Linked DNA regions of Sus scrofa: region 2 is linked to region 1. Evidence: chromatin contacts called from public Hi-C data. All regions are on one chromosome and are shown on one strand. Each heading gives the region's core, a stretch centred on a gene start, on an enhancer-like site or on the middle of the called end of the contact. The rest is flanking DNA. Distances are from core to core; before and after follow the strand shown.

The links. Hi-C and Micro-C count contacts between places; a contact is called where the count stands out from the background.
Region 2: a contact with region 1 is called in a Hi-C map of liver, with 8 times the contacts expected there. The contact joins the promoter of TADA1 here to the promoter of MPC2 in region 1. A contact is called at or near these places in 2 of 47 Hi-C or Micro-C datasets (liver and skeletal muscle).

The regions. Positions count from the first base shown.
Region 1 is chr4:83,067,934-83,071,507 of Sscrofa11.1, forward strand. It overlaps MPC2 (mitochondrial pyruvate carrier 2), which reads left to right and starts at 1,981. Exons shown (of 6, transcript XM_003355070.4): 1 at 1,981-2,226; 2 at 2,549-2,659. The coding sequence starts at 2,551. DCAF6 (DDB1- and CUL4-associated factor 6) reads right to left here and starts at 1,785. Exons shown (of 19, transcript XM_021089469.1): 1 at 1,355-1,785. The coding sequence starts at 1,451. MIR9810 (microRNA 9810) reads left to right here and starts at 2,430; the gene lies at 2,430-2,524.
Region 2 is chr4:84,172,894-84,176,467 of Sscrofa11.1, forward strand. It overlaps TADA1 (transcriptional adapter 1), which reads left to right and starts at 1,773. Exons shown (of 8, transcript XM_005663143.3): 1 at 1,773-1,850. It overlaps LOC106510106 (a long non-coding RNA gene), which reads right to left and starts at 1,414. Exons shown (of 3, transcript XR_002343364.1): 1 at 1,254-1,414; 2 at 553-656.

The DNA.
Region 1 (3,574 bases), core at 731-3,230:
GGATATTCCCACTGTAGTGCTGTTGGGGTGATGGGGGGGGCTGAGTCTACCATGACACCTTCATACTGTTAAATATTATGCAATAGTTTAAAAAGCTGAATAGATCTATTTTTACTGACATGGAAAGAATTCCAACATGTACACATGTGCTTGTTAATTCAAAGGAAAAGGTCTGGAAGACTATTCAGGAAACAACACTGTTACTTCTCTAAGGGGGTGTGTGTGTGTGAAATTGGAATGGGAGGAATAATAAGGATTTTTGCTTCATTCTTACTAAGTTTTTACAAGGAGAACATATTCATGTCACTTGAGACACCAAAAAACAAGAGCAAGGGAAAAAAATGCTTGCTAACTTTTCTCAAATAATTCACAAACCAGAACTGTTAGGCGTAATGAGATGTCATTTTCTTTTGATTCTAAGGCAAAACCAAATAACATCAAAAAATACCTAGCAAAAAGCGACAGAATTGGAAAAAAATTAATGCTGTCATTTTCAAATTCAAAGAAAAATTAAAAGAGTAATGAAAAGATTTGCAGAGGAAGAAATAAAATAAATTACTAAATCCGTCCACTTTTAGCTCAGGCGTGACCCAGAATCCTCACAAATCCACTTTCCCCAAAACGAAAAAAAAGTGTAATACTGTTCCCTCAAGTATCAAGGTTGTTTTTAGAAAGCTTAACTAAGAAACAGTAAATGCCAAGTGTGTTTCACAGGGGGGGAATGGGAACGTGAAATCCTACACCTCCTTAAAGCGGTCAAAACGACTGAACACCAGAGTCCAACTGGGAATGCGCGCGGGGGTGGGGAGAGCTCAGCTATCACTTTTAGGTTTGGCTCGGAGCCGCAGGACAGTTTACATAGAGTCTGTTTGGAGCGTAAAGTCCCCGAGGGTGGTCAACGCATCACTGGCGACACCTAAGCCCTCCCGAGACTGTAGGGGAGCGGCGGTCAACACAAACTTAGGTCCTTCGGCGGAGCGAGGACAGCGCTGGAGAAGAGCTAAAGCGCCAACTTTTGCTCTAAACGCTGCAGCACCGGGAGGTTCGACAAGTCTTCTCCCGAGTCCCACTCCAGAAGCCACCCTAACACCAACCTTAGCCACTACTGTCTGCCCCCGGTCCGACCCCCCGAGGAAAACCCAGCAAGGGCGGCGGCTGGCAGCATGCAAAGGGGAGGCTTGGCCGTGGGAGGACACGGGCGCAGAATCCGACGGCCGAGGTCCACCCAGCATCCCTGAGTCTCCGGGGGACCCCTACCAGGCGCTATCCCACCTCCAACAGCCCCCGCGGCGCGGCCCCCTCCCCCACCTCTGGGCGGCGACCTCAGCGCCTCCGCCCCGGGGCCCCTGCTCACCCAGGTAGCGGCTCCGCAGCCGGGAGGGGTCCTCCAGCCCGAGAGACCTTTTCCTCACGTCCCACAACAGGTGTGGGCAGGAACCACCCCGAGACATGGCTCTGCCGGGCCGGGGGAGGAGGGGAGACCACCGCGTGGGGGAGGGGAGGAAGGGGAGGGGACACGCGGCTCAACACCCCAGCCGCACCGGCACCATCCGCGCGCCGAGCCTCGCGGGCGCAGCGAGTTAGATGGCGGCGGCAGGATCGACCCGCGCGCCTTCGCCCCCGAAGCCTGGCCGCACCCGGGCCAGAGCTCGCCTCATACTCTCCCTCTCAGACTACCCAGAACATCCAGAGATCAGCAACAGTCCCCTCCCTCGGCCCCCCTCCAACAGGAGGAGACCGAGGAGGCGGAAGCGGCCTCGACTCCTCCCTCTCCTCGTTCTCTACACCCTCCCTTCCAAGCCTTCTCGCGAGATAACGACCACCTTGGGGACTGAGGCAGGTGTGCGCCAACGCTGCCCTTACCCTAGAAAAATGGGTTCAGACCACTCTAGCCAAATCCTTTATGCTTTTTGGATAAATGAGGACTAGAGGGAGAAGGAGTTGAAATCAGAAGTTTTTCGCTCACGAGTCTCATTCCAAAGGAAGCAAGAGAATTGTGCGGCGTCATCTTTAGTCGGGGCACGGGAAGGCCCGAAAAGCCCATTTTAACTAGGGGCCTCCTTAACCAAAGTGAAAGGGGATCAGAAGCGGTGCAGCTTCACTTTCCCTTCTCCAACATGGCCTCCAGGGCAGCAAGGAGAAATTGGAGGTTTGCTCTGGACCCCGCCCGCGCCTCGGGGCTGGCCAATCACCGCGGACAGTTCTAGTTGCGCAAGCGCACTACAGGTAGGACGCGAGGTTGATTCGGTGAGGCAATCCTTTTGCCACCTGTTTCCATGACCCCTCCTCCTCTTAGGCGGTGGGAGGCCAGTAGGCGGGCTGGGGGCGGGCCATCGCAGTGTCTCCGCCCCGTCCACCTTCTCTGGGTGCGGGCCCGCGGGTAGTTGGAAAGAGGTCAGGCAGAGCTACGGGAAGGGCACCCGGAGGAAGAGGAGGGCGAGAGGCGTTGAGGCAGGGGAGAGTGACGAGGTGCCCTTCATTGTCAGCCAGGGACGAGCACGCGGCCACTCTCCCCTCACTCCGACTGCCCACGATCACTCGTCCGCAGAAATGTCAGCCGCCGGCGCCCGGGGCCTGCGAGCCACCTACCACCGGGTTCTCGATAAAGTGGAGCTCCTACTGCCTGAAAAATTGAGGCCGTTGTACAACCACCCAGCAGGTAATGAACCCAGAGTGGCTCTCACCGAGTCCTTCCCTCCCCGTCCCTCTAAGAGACGTTTAGAGGCCCGCTGACAACTCTGCCGCTGGAGGCGTCACCCACAGCCCCATCCCCTTCCCTTTAAGTGAAACCGTGTACTCTTTCTTGCATTTCACGTTTTCTTTTCCAGCATCTTTCATCAACTCCTAGTTTTCAAGCAAGCGCCCTTTGCGACCTTGGTTGCACCTCATCCCTTAGGCACCATTCACACCCGGACCAGGCCTCTGGGTTTCATCCTTCTCCGTTTCTGCGGCCAGGAAAGGGTCTTGGGCCATTAGGAAACCTCATTTCCTCTTTTCCTCCAAGAGTAGTGGTATATTGACCCACGCGGAGAAGAGCTGTCGTACCGCACCGGCGGATTTAGAGTAAAGGTCGTACTTCCTCAAACTCCAGCTGACAGGCCTGCAGATGTGTTACCCGGGTTTCTGAGTCAGTGTCATTCCTTGTCCCATAGGCCTAGTTTTTTTAAAGTTAACCTTATTTATTAAATTACTACTAAACCAGCTCTCCCTAGACCTTTTTGTGCGGACGGACCTGGATTTAATTCTGCTCAGCTTGCTTACTATAGGTGTGACCTTGGGCGAAATCTTTTATCTTAACTTCTGTAAAATCTGATCGATGTGAGAGTTAAAGATAGCATATGTGTCTGTTTCTTTATAAATTCTCCATAAATACTAGCCCCCTCTTTAACCTATTGGAAAACAATGTTCTTGTGGTTGAAAAAAAATAATTCTATAAGAAACTGGAAGATTCCTAATTCCTCCAACTCAATTTAAGGTCCAGAATTCTGTTACATTGTCTATAAAATGGTTAGTAATAATACTTACTTGGCTGGGAACTAAAACCAGATATATTCTGAATTCACTTTTGAGCCTC
Region 2 (3,574 bases), core at 523-3,022, 1.1 Mb after region 1:
AAGAAAGGACTCTTTAACTGTGCTGGATGTGTAGAGGTATGCATGTTTTAAGCACTGATTCTGAGAGATGAGTCATATTTTTCTTAGTGGGTAGAGACAGGAAGCAAGGACTGTTCCTGGAAGATATACCCAAACATCTGTGCCCCTTCCTAGTCCTGCTGAATGGACCCTTGAAGACTTGAACTTGATTGCAAAAAATGTAGGTAGCTACCCATAGGTCTCAAAACTATAAGAAAGGATACACACACACACACACACAAATATACACATATACATACATACATATATATATCTGGACTGAGTCATGTGATTTTTTTATAGAAAGTCAAGTAACTAGAATGTGGAATGCATTATGAAGGGTGATGGGGACAGGCTTGGGTGTGAGTGGAGAGGAGGCTGGATTCAGATCATAGGCCAATCTGAAAGCCAGGTTAGGGAGTTTAGACTTTGTTCAGTAGTCACTGGGGAGCCATGGCAAGTGTAAGTGGATAATTACTTTTTAAAAATTCAAAATTCATCTGAGGTTTTACGACACAGGTAGGAAGACTTTACCTGCCTTGTTCATCTTTGTATTTCTAGAATTCAAAAGACAGCCACGCACATAACTGGAGCTCACTGTATCCTTGCTTAATGAATGAAGAAGCTTGAAGGAGACTCTGTGGAGAAATCACACAAGATTTAAAAGTCATTTAGGATTATTTCAAATTTGGGGGACAAAATTTGACAATATCCACCAAGACGCTCATAAATTCCTATTATTTAAACCAGTAATTCTATTTATGGGACTTTGTTCAAGTAATTACCCTAGATGAGGAAAAACTATGCATAAAGTGTATTAAAATATTGTTTTTAATAGAAAAAATGGAAATAATCCATCTAACAATTGGGAAACCGGTTATTGTGTGGTATTTAACATGCTGTTATTAAAATTATGATTATAAAGTCAATGTACTCTCAGAGGAAAATATTTATATTATTATATTAAATAACAAACCAAAAACCCTACCAGGATGCACAACTGAAGATAGAGTATGCTTATAAATTATGGGAGGGGGGGAAATCTCTCTGTTAAAAGAGTTTGGGGGTGGTAACATTTTTTCTTTCTTTTTCCTTTATCGTTCTGTGTATTTTCCCTGTTTTTCATAATGACTTCATTCTCTCAGCAGTGGAGAGCCCACTATGTGCCAGGCATTGCTCTAGGAACTGGGGAACGACAGTGGTGAATAAAACAAATCCTGCCTCAAAGAACTTACACGTTTTAATTGAAGGGAGAAAATTAACAAGATAAGTCACTTAAATGGCATATTAGATGACTAGTTATCGGCAAAAAAGAATAAGGCAAAGAAAGAATAAAGTCAATACTGCATTTGCTTTTTGCCCTGGACGGAGAAGCTATTTAAACCAGGTAAAACGAATTTCTGAGCTTGCCCAGCAGCAGAACTGAGAGAACTGAGACGCGCCAGCCCTGCAGGTGACGCTGCAGCCCCGGCCCGGCCGGCGGGTTTAGGTGGGGCGCGGGAAGCGCGAGGTAGGGCGGGTCACGTGACTCGAGGGGGCGGGAGGAAGAGAACCGCGAAAACACCGAATTTGGATCAGCACTTTCTCTTCAGAAAGGCGGGCGGAGCCGAAAACCAAACAAACGTCCTCTGCGCGCTTGGGGGCGGGGCAGACGGGAGCAGACGGAGCCTCCAGAGCCGAAGCCTTCACGGAGTTGGTTTTTCGGTTGCTGGTGTCTGTGGCTGAGAGGTCCGAGGTCGGGCTGAGTCTTGGGGAGCAATGGCGACCTTTGTGAGCGAGCTGGAGGCGGCCAAGAAGAACTTGAGCGAGGCTCTGGGGGACAACGTGAAACAGTAAGAACTCTCCGGACGCAGTGTCCAAGTCTCCGCGCGGGTGCTCCCCTGGCTTGGGGCTGCCGACCCACCCGGGTGTGGGTCCCCGCGGCCGCGAGGCCTGCGCAGCTCTTGCGTTGCGGTCGGCGGGCCCTCTAGGTTCCTCCGGCCCGGGCCGGGGCGGCGAGCAACCTCTTCTGACCCGTCTGGAGGGGCCGGGGCTCCCTGGGGACCCGGGAGGGCGCCTTCACCCGAGGCTGTGCCCTGGGTGGGGCAGGAAAAGCTCACTCCACGCCTTCACGCTCAAGGGCCTGTTGAGCAGTCGCGGGCCGTGCGCGAGGGTGTGGGAGGCGTGTGGCTCTCCCTTGGCCCGAGTCGGAGTCGGCACCACGCTGGGCGGCCAGCTCCTGGAGGGCTTCCTGGAGGCGGAGGCTTACTGTGCAGGCACTGTCGGTAAAGCGTGAACAACTATTTTGGAAGGCATACAGACCCTCTTGAGAAATAATAGTCACCCAACACTTTTGCAGTTATAGTGACATAGCAGTAGCGGACATTTATTGAGCACCTTTTCAGCGCGGTAATTGCTAATTGTACTATCTCATCTAATCCTCACGGTGGAGATGTTATTCTCATTATTATTCCCATTTGATAGATGAGAAGACTGAGATCTTGAGCGGTTAAGTAATTCTTCAAAAGTCACAGCAGGATTGGGACCCTCGCGTCTGATTTCTGCCTCTGATACCTTACACAGGGTTGCAAAGGACCCCTGAGGTGCCCAGCCAGACTTTCACCCTGGTTCTAGTAGGGGACCGAGTTTACATAATTGGTAATTGGATCAAAGGCTAAAGTGGTCTAGTGTAAAATCAGTAATACAGCAAAGGCCCAGGTCGTAGAAAGAGCCCTCCTGAGAAACAAGGACCAGTTTGGAAATTTTCTAAACGTTGTTATTAAAATTTTATTTTCAAACGTAAAAGAAACAAATTTTATTTTAATTTTTTTCTGTCTTTTTAGGGCCGCACCCCAGCATATGGAAGTTCCTAGCCTAGGGATGGAATCTACGTCTGCCAGCATACACCACAGCCCCAGAAATGCAGGATCTGAGCCGAATCTTTGGCCTGCACCACACTTCAGGGTAATGCCGGATTCTTAACCCACTGAGTGAGGCCAGGGATTGAACCCACATCCTCATGGATATTAGTTGGGTTAAACTATTTGGGTTCCATACTGCTAAGCCACAACCGGTACTTCTAAAATGTATATTTCTTAAACACCGTAGACTTTTCGCTTTGCTTTATATCTGGGATGCTTACAAACACTTGAAAGTGAATGTTCCATACTACAATAAATCTGAAGGACCAGGCTTGTGTGTATAATTGACTGATTAGATGTGATGGTGACCTATGATCCACAGGTTCCGGGTTGCCAGAAATGTTGAAGTTAGTATTCCCTGTTTGGTGTTTAAAGGCCAACACTGGCTGTCAGGTGTTGGTCAAATTGGTTGCCAAAGCTAAATTGGTACATCTGAACTAAATCTCTACTAACAGTGCAATCAAAATATGCCTTTGTGCCAGGAACAGTTCCTGGTACAGTGTTGTTCTGTATTAGTTTTTTTCCATTCTCTCACTGTCTTTTTCCCCCTTATGTTTCTTAAAAAGTGCTTCTTGGTTGAACAATCTGTGATATTGCTATATAGTAATTTCTCACATTTCCTCCATGAGTAGTTTGCTTTGGTTTGTACAACCTGA